Linked DNA regions of Mus musculus: region 2 is linked to region 1. A link is a contact called in public HiChIP or PLAC-seq data. All regions are on one chromosome and are shown on one strand. Each heading gives the region's core, a stretch centred on a gene start, on an enhancer-like site or on the middle of the called end of the contact. The rest is flanking DNA. Distances are from core to core; before and after follow the strand shown. Region 1 holds the start of Zfp362 (zinc finger protein 362). Region 2 holds the start of Zscan20 (zinc finger and SCAN domains 20).

What was found. HiChIP or PLAC-seq counts read pairs in DNA pulled down with a chosen protein or histone mark.
Region 2: a contact with region 1 is called in an H3K27ac HiChIP or PLAC-seq map of T-cell acute lymphoblastic leukemia, with 12 times the contacts expected there. The contact joins the promoter of Zscan20 here to the promoter of Zfp362 in region 1. A contact is called at or near these places in 11 of 39 promoter capture datasets (the 3T3-L1 cell line, the C10 cell line, the HPC-7 cell line and 7 more), 15 of 484 Hi-C or Micro-C datasets (B cells, CD4 T cells, CD8 T cells and 10 more), 16 of 115 datasets of contacts at active chromatin or transcription factors (T-cell acute lymphoblastic leukemia, bone marrow-derived macrophages, craniofacial prominence and 11 more) and 5 of 9 other capture datasets (adipose tissue, embryonic stem cells, liver and 2 more).

What each region holds. Positions count from the first base shown.
Region 1 is chr4:128,800,955-128,808,689 of GRCm38.p6, reverse strand. It overlaps Zfp362 (zinc finger protein 362), which reads left to right and starts at 2,578. Exons shown (of 9, transcript NM_001081098.1): 1 at 2,578-2,678.
Region 2 is chr4:128,606,513-128,614,247 of GRCm38.p6, reverse strand. Zscan20 (zinc finger and SCAN domains 20) reads left to right here and starts at 4,150. Exons shown (of 8, transcript NM_177758.4): 1 at 4,150-4,254.

The sequences.
Region 1 (7,735 bases), core at 1,329-3,828:
ACATGATCTTCTGGGCTCCACCAAAGAGCTAGGGTCATTTTTCCAGCTCTGCACTCTGTAGCACTCTAAGCTCAGGTTGATCCATTCCACTGCCTTTGCTGTTCTTGGTGATCATACCACGGTACTGGCATCTCCAATACACTGGGGTCTTCTGCTGCAGCTAGGCTTCATCAATACCCTCTCATAGGCTTTCTTCATGGTGCCAAGTCTCAAATCCTTTACATGAGCCCTTCAGTCCTGGGCCATCAATTGCAACTGAGGTTGCACCTTCACCAGAGTTTCTCTGGCTTCTGCCCTGCCCAGGCATCTTTTGAGTCCTAACATGTGCGTTCATGCTCCACCCCCACCCCCACCCCCAGCATGTTGGGCGAGACTGGCCAGTGGTGACCCCTCACTGGACTGGAGGGGCCTCGGGATCCCACCTCGCTGGGGGGCCTTCACCTTCATTGCACCATGGAGGCTTTTGGATGAGACCCTGACTGGCAAGAAGGGAGTGTCTGATCTCCTGGAGGTGGAGTTACAGGCAATGATGGGCTCTTTAACATGGATGCTGGAATCTAAACTGTAGAACCATGAATGCTGACCAAGCCCTCCAGCTCTCCAGCCCCTAAAGGTTTTTTTTTTTTTTTTTGTTAAGAATGTTTATTGTTTTTAATTATGCTAGGGGAGGGGGTCTGTGCATATATGAGAGAAGGTTCTGCAGGAGTCCAGAAGAGGGCATCGGATCCCCCGGAGCTAAAGTTACAGGCTGTTGTGAGCCACAGGACTTGGGTGGTAGAAACCAAACTCAGGTCCTCAGGCCCAGTGCATTCTAACTGCAGAGTCATGCCTCCAGCCCCGGAAGGTTTGCTTTTCATCTCGTCAAATGTGCACACCGTCAGCATGATTCATGGCTGCTGATGTGCCCTTCATTTGTTTTCTTCTTCCTTTTCTGACTGTGCATTTGGAAGGAAGTCACTCTAAAACCCATGCCCCACATCCCACACCTCGATTCTTGATTCTTCTACACGGGTGATTTCTCGCTTCATTCCCATTGCTGGCCAGTGTTTTTCCTCACAGAACCTTCTCAACTCTGGGCTAGTCTTTTTGTTTTCAGAACAAAGGTGTTCCTCTCTTCTCCAGGCTCATCCCAGAGCCATGTTCTGAAAACAGCCCCTATCTCTCTAGGAGAGTAGCCTTCTCTGTGTTGTCAATACCATATCATTCCAGTTAATTTTTGCCGCTTGCTTATTGTGCCTCTGCCCTATGCCCGGAATTGTGTGCTTGATGCTTTGAGAAGGAACCAACGACCTCCGTGGGTCCCACCCTCCAGCTTCCCCAATGTGTGACATCCTGTGCTAAACTGGAATCCTCACGAGGACAGCGACTTTGTCCACACTTTTTAGAACTGTGTTCCCAGCCAACTAGCGCACGTGCCTATGAACTTATACTTCCCAGAAAGCAGGATGGTTTTTTGTGTCCTTCCTTCTCTGGGATGCTTAGGACGGCAGAGGCAGCCCTGATCCTCTAGGCCTGCAGGTGGACAGCAGAGTGTGCCACAGAAATCTAAGCGGGTTCGGAATCGGGAATGCCTGCCTCCTCAGGTAGAAGTGAAGTTTAGAAGTTGACACAGCCCGCGAGGCCGAATCAAGAGGACTTGGTGACTGATTGGCTGGGGAGGGTGAGGCGGGAGGAGGAGTCGCGCAGATGGCTCTGAGGTCTGGAGCTGGGGGGACAGGCGGTGCCACCTCTGATAGACTTTCTAGAAGTGCTGTCAGCTCCTGGTCGCCCCACCGCTGAGACTCAGGCCTAGGGTTGGGAAGCGGTGTCCTGGCTTGTGCAAACTTCTGCACCCCACCCCGCCCCCACGTCCTTTCTTCAGAAATAAATAACCAAAATCTTAGCAGGGATCTTGAGCCTGGCCGTTTGTCACCGGGTGTGTGTGTGGGGGGGGGGGGGAGCACCGTGGGGGTCTGCACCAGCTTGCGATTTCCCAAGGAGGGACACCCCCACCCCTCCCGAGAGCAGCGTGACCAGCCAGTCCCGGGTCCCCAGGCCACCGCCACCCGGGAGCGGAGTCTGGGCGGGACAATGGCCGCGGCCGCCCGGGCCCCGGGAGCCCCCGTGCTGGGGAAGGGGCTGTCCTAGGGCCGGGCGCCGGTGCCCTCCCCGCGCGGCTCGGGCGGGCGGAGGGGGGCGCGGAGTTCCTTTGTGGCTCAGCCTCCGGCGCGGCGCGGCGCGGGCAGGGGGCGCCGCGCAACTTTCCTTGGCGGCGGCGGCGGCGAGCGCGAGACGAGGCCCCGGGGCCGAGCGGGGGCCCCCAGCGCGCGGCCCGTCCCCGCCCCGCCGGCCCCCTCCCCTCGCCGTCGCCAGCGCCGGGCGCTGCCCACTCGCCGGAGCCCCGGGGCCGGGCGGGCTGCGCAGCCGAGAGGCGGGGGGCCGGACGCGGCTCGCTCGCGGGGCCCAGCGCGCCGGGGCCGCGCGGCTGCACAGCCGGCCTCCGCCGCCGCGGCGCCTGCAGAACCCAGAAGTGAACAGCAGGCGACCCGGAAGGTTTGCGCGCCGCTCCGCACCGAGCCCCAGCCGCGCGCCGCCGCCACCGCCGCCACCGCCGAAGCCGGGAGCCCCCAGCCCGGCCCTACTCGGGCCGCCGGGCTCGGGGCTGCGGCCGCGTCCCGGAGCGCCGCCAGCACTGCCAGGTCCGTGCGGGCCCGGGGCGCGCGGGGGAGCGGGCCCGCCCGCGGGAAAGTTGCGCCGAGTTGCGGGGCGGGGGCCGGGCGGGCGCGAGCGCTGTCAGCGCGGGGCGGCCGCGCTGCGTGGGCCCGGGGGTCGCCGGTGCCTCGGGCCGGGCCCCGGGGCGGCCGTGGCTGCGGCGGCTGCGCGCGCGGGGTAGGCAGCGTCTCCCGCGGCGTGTCTGGGGTTCGTCTCCGAGTGTGTGCGTGTGTGTTTTCCTAAGCCGGGCTATTCAAACCTGCTGCAATTCTCCGGTAAACAATGATTCATGGGGCTTAATGCAAATAAACGGATTGCAAACGGCGCGGTTCGCGCACTTTGCAGCCGGCCCGGTGGAGCGGCCAGTGCCGGATTTCTCCGTTTTTTTGCAGATCTGCAGAATATGGCGTCCCTGTCCTGTTTTAAAAATAAGCCAGGCTGCCATTTTTGTTTTTCTTTTGTCTGAAGATTTTAATAAAACTGTCTGAGAATGTGGGAGAGGCGGCTGGAAGCAGAGGGGGCACCCGAAGGGTTGGCTTTTTTCCTTTTCTTTGGAGAGAGCCGGGAGCCTTTCGGGGAGGTGAGACACAATACAATTACACTTTAAAGGAAAAAATAAGGGGGAGAGAAGCTGCCGGGTGATTTGGGGGGAGGGGGCTGGGAATTTAAAGTTAACTCTGAAAGTTTTCTTTTCTTTCTTGCTTTTTTTTTTTTTTAAGATTTTTTTTTTCTTCCCCTGAGGGCCCTGAGATGCCGCGAAAGGATATGGGGGCCCATTTCTCTGTTTCTTCCCACCTAGCTAGTCGCCTTTGCAGGGTTTTTGGGAAAAGTTAACTGCCGGTTTCCCCAGAACTGCGTGGGTGGGGATGTCGTGTGTGTGTGTGTGTGTGTGTGTGTGTGTGTGTGTGTGTGTGTAGGGCTGAGGTGAGAGGTTTTGGGAGGAGTCGTTTGGACGAGGCTCTGTATCAAAGTGGTATTGTAAGGAACTATATTGTAGCCCCAGATTTGGGGGAGTTGGCTGGCTCTAGGGGCATAAAGTGGGCCCAGGGTTTGGAGCTAAGATCCCTGTCATGAGGACATGACCCTTCTTGCCACCCTGTCCTCCAGCAGTGTGGATCCTTTAGGAGCTGTGTGTGTGTTGGAGATGGAGGGAGGCTTGCCCCTTCATGGGTGGCCAGAGCCCCCTTGGTGGACAGGAAGTTTTGGTAGCCCCCTCTTGGGGCAAGTCTGGTTGATTGCAGTGGAAGAACCCCCTTCAGGTATGGGTGGTCTTCTTAGCCTCCAGAGATGGCCTCTGTTGATGAATGTCCTTAGTGGTGGGTTTTTAGCTGGGTACAGGCCTGCAGCTCCTGTGGGTCCCGATATACATAGGAGTAGCTGACTGCCTGGCCCTTGTGTTCTGGGCCTGTCCTCTGCTTGTGTTAACTCCTTTCTGCCACCCGGCCTGCCACTTTGAAGTCTCCTGATTGGACATCAGTTGAGTTTCTGAAGTGGCTGACTGGACTGGCTGGTGACTGTACAGGCAGCAGAGTGGTATGAGGCCAGGCCCATAAAATCTGAATGTGGTCTTTTCCCCTTTTGGGGGAGACTCTGTCCTAGGAGGATGCTCTGAGCCTTTGTGCTTATCTAGGGCCCTCCCCCCATTTCCTGGAGGGAAAAGTCTCCTTTCAGAGCGGTGTCCTGGCTTCACCAGGCCAATGTGAGCTCCCCAAGGGCAGCCAGTGGGAACAAGGCCTGAGAGCGTTGAGCTGCAGAGCTAGGCATGCCTGGGTCACCCGGTTCTGAACCAACAAGGTTTTAGATGGAGAAACTGAGGCCCAAGAGTCACTACTCTGCCCAGTAGAGGAGAGCTGAGACTGGAACCCACGTTTGGGTTCTCTGTTTTGGAGCGCTCTCACCCCCAGCATGGTTTGCTTCAGACAAAACTGAACAGGAATAGACAGTGTGGCCCCCTTCCTTTCCCCCTGGACCCCATTATCATCACATTTCAGGAAATCAAATGTCACAGTGTGTACCATGTCCTATGTGGCTACAGCCATGTCAGGCGCTCCCCAAAACTGAGTTGAGGTCAGATGTTCAGGTGGGGGCAGTTGAACTCATTTTAAAATTAAGAAACTGAGGCTTAGAGAGGCTGGGCAGTGACGGAGGAGGGATGGCCTGCAGACTCCTTGTGTGGGCCTTTCCTAAGTGGGTGGTGCTGTGGGCAGGACCTTTCCCAACTTCTAGTTTTTGGTCTGAAATTCTTCTGCTGACCCCAGTGGCTGTGTAAAAATCCAGAGGCTTACTCCCACCCCAAAGAATGTCAGAGATGAAAAGGCCCCGGAGGTCATCTGGACTCGGAGAGGAAAGCACTGGCTCCAAGTCTGGCCCTAGCTTGTTCTGGAGCCCCGATCTCCTGTCTCCTTTTTTCTGTGAAATGCTCAGAGAGAGAGAGTGAAACACTGGGCTGGGTGTAGGGGAGCTAGCTGGTGCAGGGGCTGGCGGGTAATGGCTACACTAGATAAGTTGGCCCTAGGGGCTAAGGGATAGTCTGCGGTGACCTTGGGAAACAGAGGCCAGCTTGGTCTTAGGTGGGAAGAAACTGCTGTGTGAGCAAGCTGTGGCCTCTGTCTAAAGCAAGCTTAGCCCTGCCCTTCCCTAGGCAGCCATTCCTTGCCTCTTCTCTTGTTGCTCTGTATTCTTACTGTTTGTATAGTCTCTCATTTGTGACTAGGCCATTCATTTGTTCTTCCACTGTCCACTTCTTAGTCTATGGGTCAGTTCAGTAGTCCTGTCTGTCCCATCAACCATCCGTCCGTCCGTCCGTCCGTCCATCCATCCTTCCATCCATCCAATCAGTCCAGCTCCCCCCAGCCCAGGTTGGACAGATATGAGATGCAAATGTAACCCTGGCACTTTTGAATACCAACAGAGGAGAAAAGCCAAGGCTTCGGGTACGTTCCTAGGGATTGAGAGTATCAGAGGCTCTTTAGCATTTGTGTCTCAGATCTCTGAGCATGCCCTGTACCTCTGTGAGCTTCCACCTGTACAGTGGGCGCTGTCCTTATCTCACCATGATGGGGGGAGATAATAACAGTGGCTCTGAGGTCTCCCGCCCGGCCAGGCATGTCCTGGGCATGTGCTCAGGACATGGTCACTGCCCCATAAGGACCGTCATTTACTTTTCTAGTCCAGGCCTTGTCTCTGTGAACCATGGCGGGGGGGTTTTCAGAATGCCAAGTGATCTGTGGACCCTGACAATCCCCTTCTCCCCCTGCTGAAAGTTCCACTGCTTCCTGAACATTTAGAAGAAAAATAAGTAGTAGAAATTTAGTAGAAAAATAAGTAATAATTCTGGCCTACGGGGATGGGGAGGGGGAGGGGGGCTTCTGTAGTTTCAGCCTTGCCCACCTTTCAACCTCTGCTTTCACGCGCCAGCCCTGCCCTGCCTACCCCTATATCTTACCACCTCTGGCCACGCTAGCTTCTTTGCGCACCTTCCCTGACCTGGAATGTTTTTTTTTCCCCGATCCCGTGGCACCATCGAACATCACCTCCTCAAAGGGGCCTTTGCTGACCGTCTGCTGTAAATAGCTTCCCACTGTTACATGAGCCCCTGCGTATTTTCTTTTGTGGCTCTGGGCATCTGAGACCTTCTCATTTGCTTGTTTGTTTAAGCAAACACATGTCTGCCCCGGGCACATGTTTAAGTTCTAGAGCAGCTTAAGGGCCACTCAGGCTTCCAGTGAGGTGTGGTCGGGACTTCGGCAGAGGTGAGGAGGGACTGTGGAGCCAGGTGTGGTGGCAGCCTCGGTGTCCTGGCAGTGCCTGGGAGGTGATGTCACATCGAGGTCTGTCATCCTCCCCTGGGAATCTTGGGGTTGTTGTTAGGCAGTGGTGGGATTGATTAGATCACAGGCCCAGACTCAGAACGGTAGAACCCAAGCAGCTTCCCCCACCCAGAACCTTTGACACTTTGACCATGACCCTGTCATGAACTGTCACCATGTGTTTAGGGAGCAACAGAGGGTGGTCACTTTGTGCCAGACCATGTTCTCTGAGGCTTTGTGCATATGGAGATATAGTTGTCACTGTTATCCTCTTTTGCAGCTGAGGAAGTATGGGTATGGAGGAGTCAGAGAGCTTATCTCTGTGGAGTTGAGGGGCGTCTGGTGCCAGGTGGGAGCACTGCTGGGTCTGGTTAGGATCCCACAGTTGTGGGGAAGCCCAGCCTTACCTGACCCCTGCCCACATCCTAACTGAAGAGCTTCTGCTCTCTCTCTCCTAGAACTCCCTCCCTCCCTAGAGCCCTTGTCACCCATGCAGTCAGGTGGCTGTCACTGCTGGGACACTGTTTCTTCTTTACACACTTAGAGTTCCTGCACCTTCCAGTGAATGACCGTGGGAAGCCAAGCTAGAGTGCCGGCTTCCGGGGGTGTTGACTGGGTCAGTCTGGTGGTCTTGGTGCACAATATTGAACATGTGAAAGAACGAATCAATGGGTACACAGAGACTGCTAAGTATTACCTAAGCACCCCACCCACCACCCCACCCCACTCCTGTCTCTGTAGCACCATGCTGACACTTGCTTGGGGTCCCTAGAGAGGCTTGATGTCCTCAGGGAAATGAGACCCGCGTTCTGCTCCTGTAGTGGGCATCTGATGATGCTTATGCAGCCAATGTCTTCTTACTCATTGGGGAAACTACAGGGTTAGGGAAGAGGGGTGCTCTGTGCCTACGACTGTATGTGTCTCCTGAGGCTTTCTTTACCTCTCTGATCATCAGGTTTGAACAGGCTGCCCAGCCTTTGCCTGGGGGTTCAGGGGAAGCAAGAAGCCCTGGCGGGAGTAGCTGTGCCCCATTCAGTACCATCCGCCCCCCCCTCGTGGAGCAATGGTCCTGAAGCACAGAAAATTTCCCCGACACTGAAGAAGCCAAGTGTTGTAGATGTGTGTTGGGAACAGCTGTGGTGTTAGGAGAGCTTTCTGGAACCCCAGAGCAGAGGTGGGCTTCAGAGACTTGACAAGTAGCGAGGTGGTGTCACTAGTAGATCAGCTGTGACAGA
Region 2 (7,735 bases), core at 2,901-5,400, 200 kb after region 1:
TTTTAAACTATGTGGCTTTCGTATGTTAGTTTGTACCTCAGTTTCCTGCTCTGTAAAATGGAATAGCACCACCCCCCACCCCCAGTATTTTGTGAGACTTAAATGGGTTAATGTGATTGAAAGAATAAGAAAACCACCCAGTTTATCACACATGTGTTCAATAGGAGTTTATTATTACGGGACTGAATTCATAATCTATATTCGATGATAATAATCCATACTGTTCTTGACAAGGACCTGAGTTTGCACTAGCAACTCACTTTGGGGCAGGTGCTCATTACCACCTCTAACTCCAGCTCCAGGGAACCTGACGTCCTCTTCTGGTCTCAGAGTATACTGGCACTCATGTGAACATGCCAGACTTAACACATGCACGTAATTAAAAAAATAAGAATCCTAAAAAAATTAAAACGATGTTTTATATTACTACATTTGTATCATTTATAAGCAAATACTCATATGTTGGAAACATGTGCCCTGGAAGTGTGTTTTACGGCTAGGAGTACTTGATCCTGTGAGTTTGGAGACTGGGTCCTGAAGCAAAGACGAAGACTGATGTCTTTATCCTCAGAGCCTAGTCCTGTCAGCGGAAAAGATTCACATTGGCAAATGCAGCATGCCGCCAAAACAGGCAGAACCCGAGGTTTATTCTGGCTGGGATTTGGTCTCTTAGGGATTATTTTATTTTATTTTTTTAAATTTCCACTTCTAAAAGGCTAGGTTTTAATTAGACAAAGGCAAAGAGACATCTTACAATCCCAGGCTGGATTTAGGGTGAGGTGCGCCCTCTTGTGACCTAATAGCATATTTCTCTTTCTGCGCACTAGCTCCGTTTGTTTCAGCTCCTTAGGATAGAATGGCTGATGTGGAGGTCTCACAGGTCCCTGCAAAAGTGTCTTTCCACTTTCAGACGCAAACACTCTATCCAACACACTCAGCCCACTCAGCCCTCCTTACGGTGTCAATGTTTACCCAAGTCCTTAGCTTCTTCTTCATGAAATGTCAGGCAGCAAGCAATGTAACTTCTGGGGTTTTAGGATTTCAAATTCCAGCCTTGGTACTTACTGTGCATATGATTTTGAGCAGGCTAATTTATTTATATCTCTAAGCTTCCATCCTTTTCATAAAATGGGGTAACAGTACCAACCTCACAGAGCTTCGGGAACAATTGAACAAGGTGTACTAATGTAACCTGTTAATACCAGCACACTACATACGCTAAGTAAATCACTGATATATTAAGCAATGAATCAGAAGCCGGGTGGCAGTGGTGCAGAGGCAGAGGCAGAGGCAGGTGGATCTCTTGAGTTTGAGGATAGCCTGGTCTACAGAATGAGTTCGAGGACAGCCAGGATTACACAGAGAAACCCTATCTCAAAAAACAAAATAAAACAAAACAAAACAAGTCAGAATATAATTTCTTTTCTTTCTTTTTTTCTTTTTAGTTTTTTTTTTTTTTTTTTTGAGACAGGGTTTTATGTGTAGCCCTGGCTGTCCTGAAACTCACTCTGTAGACCAGGCTGGCCTTGAACTCAGAAATCCGCCTGCCTCTGCCTCCCAAGTGCTGGGATTAAAGGCATGCGCCATCACTGCCCGGCTAGAATATAATTTCTAGCTAAGGAATTTGAAGTGAGTTACTAAAACTAAGATGTAGAATTCCCCCAAATGCAATACTAGCTGACGTAGTGAGCCCTTTCCCAATGCTAGCTACTGTCAAATTTGCTCAAGTTTCATGGGTCTCAATAGAAATAATAGCCAGTAGTCGTTCAACCTTATGAACGCCAGGAGGGAGACAAGCTCTTCACAAACTTTGCATATTTTTTTCCCAACAACACTCAAAGGAAGATTTCAGTATTATTACACCCATTCTCCAGACGAGGAAACTGAAGCCTTAGCAGTTTAGGGGAGTATCTTAGTTTGGGATTTCCATTGCTATAAAGAGACACCATACACCAAGGCAACTTTTATAAAGGACAACCTTTAATTGGGGCTGGCTTACAGGTTCAGAGGTTCAGTCCATTATCATCATGTCTGGAAGCATGGCAGCATCCAGGCAGGCATGGCGCTGGAGGAGCTGAGAATTCTTTTTTTTTTAAAAGATTTATTTTATTAATATATGTAAGTACACTGTAGCTGTCTTCAGACACTCCAGGAGAGGGCGTCAGATCTTGTTGTGGATGGTTGTGAGCCACCATGTGGTTGCTGGGATTTGAACTCTGGACCTTTGGAGGAGCAGTCAGGTGCTCTTACCCACTGAGCCATCTCACCAGCCCGGAGCTGAGAATTCTACACCTTGTTCTGAAGGCAAACAGAAGACTCTTTCCAGGCAGCTAGGAAGAGCGTCTTAAAGCCCACCCCCACAGTGACACACTTCCTCCAACAAGGCCACACCTCCTCATAGTGCCACTCCCTGGGCCAAGGATATTCAAGTCACCACAGGGAGGTAGCACAATTGATAAGGTACCTGCCACATGTTCAATAAGGGTCTCAGTTCAGGTCCTCAGCATTCATATAAAAGCCAGGAGTGTCAGTGCCATAGGTAACGCCTGTACTGGCAAGTGGGATGGGGAGGCAGAGACAGGCAGATTCCCAGAGCTCATGGGTTAGCTAACCTAGCTGGATCCTTCAGTTCAGTAAGAGACCCTCACTCTAGTAATCAGGGTGGAGAATGCTCCAAAAAGGGCATTCATTTTGACCTCAGGCCTCCACAGGCACATGCACCTGCATGCACAGTGCATCTATCCACACAAACATGTTTACAAAAGAGGCGTTTGGAGTTTGCTGGAGGCTTTGCAGCTAGGGAGTATCAAGGCATAGATCCCACATTGAAAGCAAGTGGCTGGACTCCATGTTTTACCTACATATTATCTTTAATCTCCCAGGAACCTACCCTGAGATGGAGGTTTTGTTCTGTCACCTAAATTTTACAGCTGAAAAAAAAAAAAGACAATCGTGATGGAGTTGTTTGTTTGTTCAAGGACATACAGATGGGATGTATGAATTGGGGTTTGAATCTATGGCTGACTGACTACAAGACCCACATTTCCAGCTTCCTATTAGATGGCTCATACCTCAAGAGTATTTACAGTGTTTATCATAGGGTTTCTATTGCTATGACAAAACGCAGTGACCAAAGCAACTTGGGGAAGAAAGGGTTTATTCGGCTTACACTTCCACGTTGTAATCTGTCACTGGAGGGAGCCAGGATAGGAACTCCCACAAAGCAGGAACCTGGAGGCAGGAGCTGATGCAGGGGCCATGGAGGAAACGCTGCTTACTGGCTTGCTCAGTCTGCTTTCTTACAGAACCCTAGACCACCGGCCCAGGGGTAGCCCCACCCACAATTGCCTGAGCCCTCCACTATCAATCATTACGAGAAAGTCCCGCAAGTTCTCCCATAGTCCCTCTTATGAAGGCATCTTCTTCACGGAATCTCTCTTTTCTCTGATGACTCAAGCTCGTGTCAAGTTCGCATGAAACTAGCCAGGACCGTGGAACAAAGCAACTAAGTATTACACTAAGATTATTCAGCTACAGGGATTAACGTGTTTCTGACACCCAGGGATTCAAACTCCGTAAGACTAATTTACATAAAAATGGCTAGTATCTGCTATCTATAGTTGGATCCTGGATCCGAATTAACAGTTCTAGGTTTATTGCCTCACTGATGCCTCACATAAACCTGTCACATGAATGCTATTATTCTTACTTCACAAGTGAAGAGGTGAGATATAGAACTCTGCCAAACCACTCAACTAAGTTGTGAATTTGTGAATTTGAAATTGTAGTTACAACAGACAAACTCTCTCTTGCCCAATAGATGGTCACTGTATTCACCCTCTTTCCTTTTTTTATTATTTTTCCCTACTCTCTCCAGCTCAACCCAGGGGGCCCCACGCTTCTTCAGTAGACCCCGACCCCACGCCCTTCTAATCTAGACTCCACCCAGTAGGCGGCACCGTCACCGCAGAACCAATGGAAGAGAATAGTATCGAGCTACACCCCCCCAGGCATTGGCCCTGCAAGATTTGTTCCGGTACCAGAGCGCCTGAGAAGATGAGGCACTCATTGGCTGACGTCATCTGAGAGGCGGCCGATAGAGGAGTGGCCACCGGTGCTCGCGCGTTGCCTTTTGGGAGTTGTGGTCTCAGAGATCGGGTTCCAGGGCTGGCGGCGCTGGGACTATGCGTCCCAGCATCCCCTGCAAGAGCCCGGGAGCACTTCCGGCCTGTTGAGAAGTGGGTGTCTCTGTGGGTGAGTCTGGGTGGCGGATGGGGTGCAGTTGAGAATCAGGCGCTGGGCTGGAGGCTTTGGAGGTGGTGGTACCCGCGGGGGAGGGGAGCTGGGAAGGTGAGAGGGGAAAGCAAGCATCGTGGCGTGTGTGTGTGTGTGTGTGTGTGTGTGTGTGTGTGTGTGTGTGTCGGGGCGGGAGTGCGGGCGGGCAGAGGCTGCAGCGTGTGGAGATGGGCAGGGTCACCGAGGGGTCGGGATGAAGAGTGAGTTGGAGAGGCGGGCAGTGAGACGGGTCTTACCGAGGTCTGTGGGTAAGGTGGTAGAGATGCGTTTTGGCTGTGAGGGGAAGTTACCTTAGGGTCTAGAAAAGCACAATCAAGGGAAGAGAGAACTCAAGGGCCCTGGCAAAGAAGTGAAGAGGCCCTGAGCGGAAAGTCTGACCTTAAAATAGTGCTTCATTCTCGACACCTGCGTTCATGTCATCTGTGACGGGACTGGCTATTGTGTTCAATCCCAAACCTGTACTTCTTTCCTCATAACTGATAGAAGTGAAAGGCATCTTTATCTACTGACCCGCCCACCCTCGACTGACCCGCCCACCCCTGCTGACCCGCCCACTGACCTACTTGTTTTACCAGCTGATTCCACCTGCGCCTGCATTCTTCTTCATCCACGCCGTTTGCTGTACACTGTTCGAGGCTTGCCATTTCTTTAGTATCTCTTAAAATGACCTCTGTCTTCCGGGAGCCTCTGCAGAAGTGTCCACATTTTCATTTCTCCAACTCGGAGAAACATTGCAGCTAGTGTGATCTGTTGAAACCCTCAACTGTATACCTTCCGTTTGTTCTCCAGCTTGGAATCCATCCCTGGCATGCAACACGTGTTGAATGGAATCTGATCTAGTAGATTCTTCATAATGCTCTTTGCAGCCCACTTTTCCCATACTGCACGCTCCGGGGCTGCCAAGGTGTTTCCCATTCTCCAGGTGGGCCATTTTGCTTCTCTACTATTTCATAGCCTGCCTCTCTGCTGTAACCTCCCTCCCCCATTCTCTCTGCGTTGTACTCAAGAACCAAATCAACAGTTCCTTAAGCAAATTGCCACCTCCAACTTCCCAGCTCCCAAATCACACTTTCTTTATGACATTGGATTAATATAATTATCTGTGACTTTTAAATTTATTAATTATCATTATTATTATTTGTCTCTTCCACTAGATAGCTTCATCAGGGCAGGCAGTGTCTGGATCATCTCCATTTTCTTTGGTCCAGCCCAGAACAGCAGACATCTAATGTAGATCCAGCAAATGAGTAAAGACTTGGTGAATGTGGGCTAAAGACTCTCAGGGGGAGCTTTGTTAGACCACGTTTGAAAATGGCTACGGACTTCCAGGGCTGTGAGCTTCAATCTTCTTCCTGACATCGATATCTGCTGGGAGCTGAGGTTGTTGGGGGCTTAAGGACAGTGTTGGCCAACACATAGGGATGCATACAGCGGCTTCCTTTACCTGAGGCCCGGCAGCCATTGCTAATTGATCACAACATATATCCATATGGAGCTCATTTCTCAGCAGACTCCTCTAGGTAGCTTCCCCCATGATGGAGGATGGTCGGCTAAGTGAGGCCTATCTGCCACCCCCAGTTCCAGTCCTTAGATGCGAGTCTCCCCTCTTACAGCCATAGATTGCATAGTTAGCCCAGTAGGACTGACAACCATTGGGAGCTCCCAGCTGCTTAGAGGATCCCAACCAATCTGGTCCTCTCTCTGGACCGAGGGAGCATCTTCTCTCCTCCTCTGTTGTCACAGGAGTGGGTGGAGGGGGGGGGGGAACTTAGCTCCGCATTCACATCCAGTACCCAGTTGCCAAGGCCCCGCTCAGCTTCCCTGTGGTAAAGTGGAACAACTTAAAAAAAAAAAGGTTTTTGTTTTTTTGTTTTTAAATTAAATGTGAGAATTTTATACAGTGAATTCTGGTGGCCCTGATTTTGATTGAGTACCCTTTCATCATTTGGGGACTCTGCACCCCTCCTAAGTCTTTCTGGGAACTGGAAGTGAAACCTTTGTGATTTATTTATTCAGACTTCTGTCTGGAATAATGCTGTAGGAAAGACACGCTGCTTCCATTCAGTGCCAAGAAAGGCTCACAAAAAGAAAAGCAGGCGGGGAGTAGCGGAGACATGAGGAGTAGCACCACAAGAGGAGACATAGTGGCAGCCCACGTGGGGTGAAGTCCCTCACGTGTCTGAAGCAATTCTGGCCGTTGCCAGCATGTGAACTCTAGAGGTCTGGTTTCTCTTGGAGAAGACTGAAGAACCGGGGACGTCCTGGGCTCGCCGTCCTCTTAGGGCTCCACGATGGGTCACAGTCCCTGCCCGTATTTACTTTTTCCGTTTCAGGCTCGCTGCCTGCTTATTCTATTCTTGTTTCACAAGTTAGCCTGTGATAAGAGCTGGGTAGGACAGGAGGCTGTCTGACCTGCACGGTGTGACACAGCAGCTAAGAGGCAGAAGTCTCACTCTTCCATGGATGTTCTTGTCTGTCTCCCGTGGCATGATTCTAGCAGGTAGGAGGATGTGACGGGATTACGGAAAATGGTGGGAGACTAACCTGGGCCTAGGTCCTAGCTCAGACACTTGGTGGGTTTAGGACTTTTTCTCCCCCCTCTCTCTTTTCCCCCCTCTCCCTACCTTCTCTCTTTGAGAAGTTCTGTTTCTCTCTATACATCATAGCTTGGGAGTCCTTTGTTAAGGACTCAGTGAGCACTCAGTCTTGGCATAAGCTCAGGTTTTCTAGTGTGACCACGAGGCAGAAGAATTGGAGACAGCCCGTTTCCATTCTGGTCTTCCTGGGTCATGGGTGTTATAGGTCAGTGACGGTCCCTCTACTTCCTTGTCTGGAGGATTCTGTGCAAATCTAGATGGAGAATGTTTAGGACTGTACTTAGTGTGGATAAAAGGCACCTCTTGGAGGCCTCGGTGTATCTCTGGAGGCCTCAGGGCTGGAGAATGCTCTTGCCACGCTCCTGACTGACAGTGTGGACCTCCCTTCCCCCACCGTAGTCTAGGCCATATGGATAGATCGATATATGATTCTGACAAGGGTTTCTTCCATTTGTTTGAAATGAACTTTTGAGGTTTTTCGGATCTCTCTCCCCCAGAAGATGTCCTCGGCTCTGGCTTGGTGACTGGTGGCGTCATTGCCTGGCGGGTGTCTCCTTTATGCAGGAGTGTAGGAGTCTTTGCTTGCCAACTTACTGTCTGTTCCTAGACTGTAACTTTGTGAAGGCTGAAGGGACTTTCTGTCCCAGCCACTGTTGGATCTGTAGCTCCCGGTACAGTGCAGGGCATATGGTGGGTATTCTGTGAATGCCTGACAGGTTACTCCTTGTGTATGACAGTGACAGATTGTGTGTTTGGATTAGTGTGTTGGGAAAATGTGTGTTAAAAAAAGTTATGAAACATTAATTCTTCAATATAAATCATGGACATTCTAGACTTTTGAT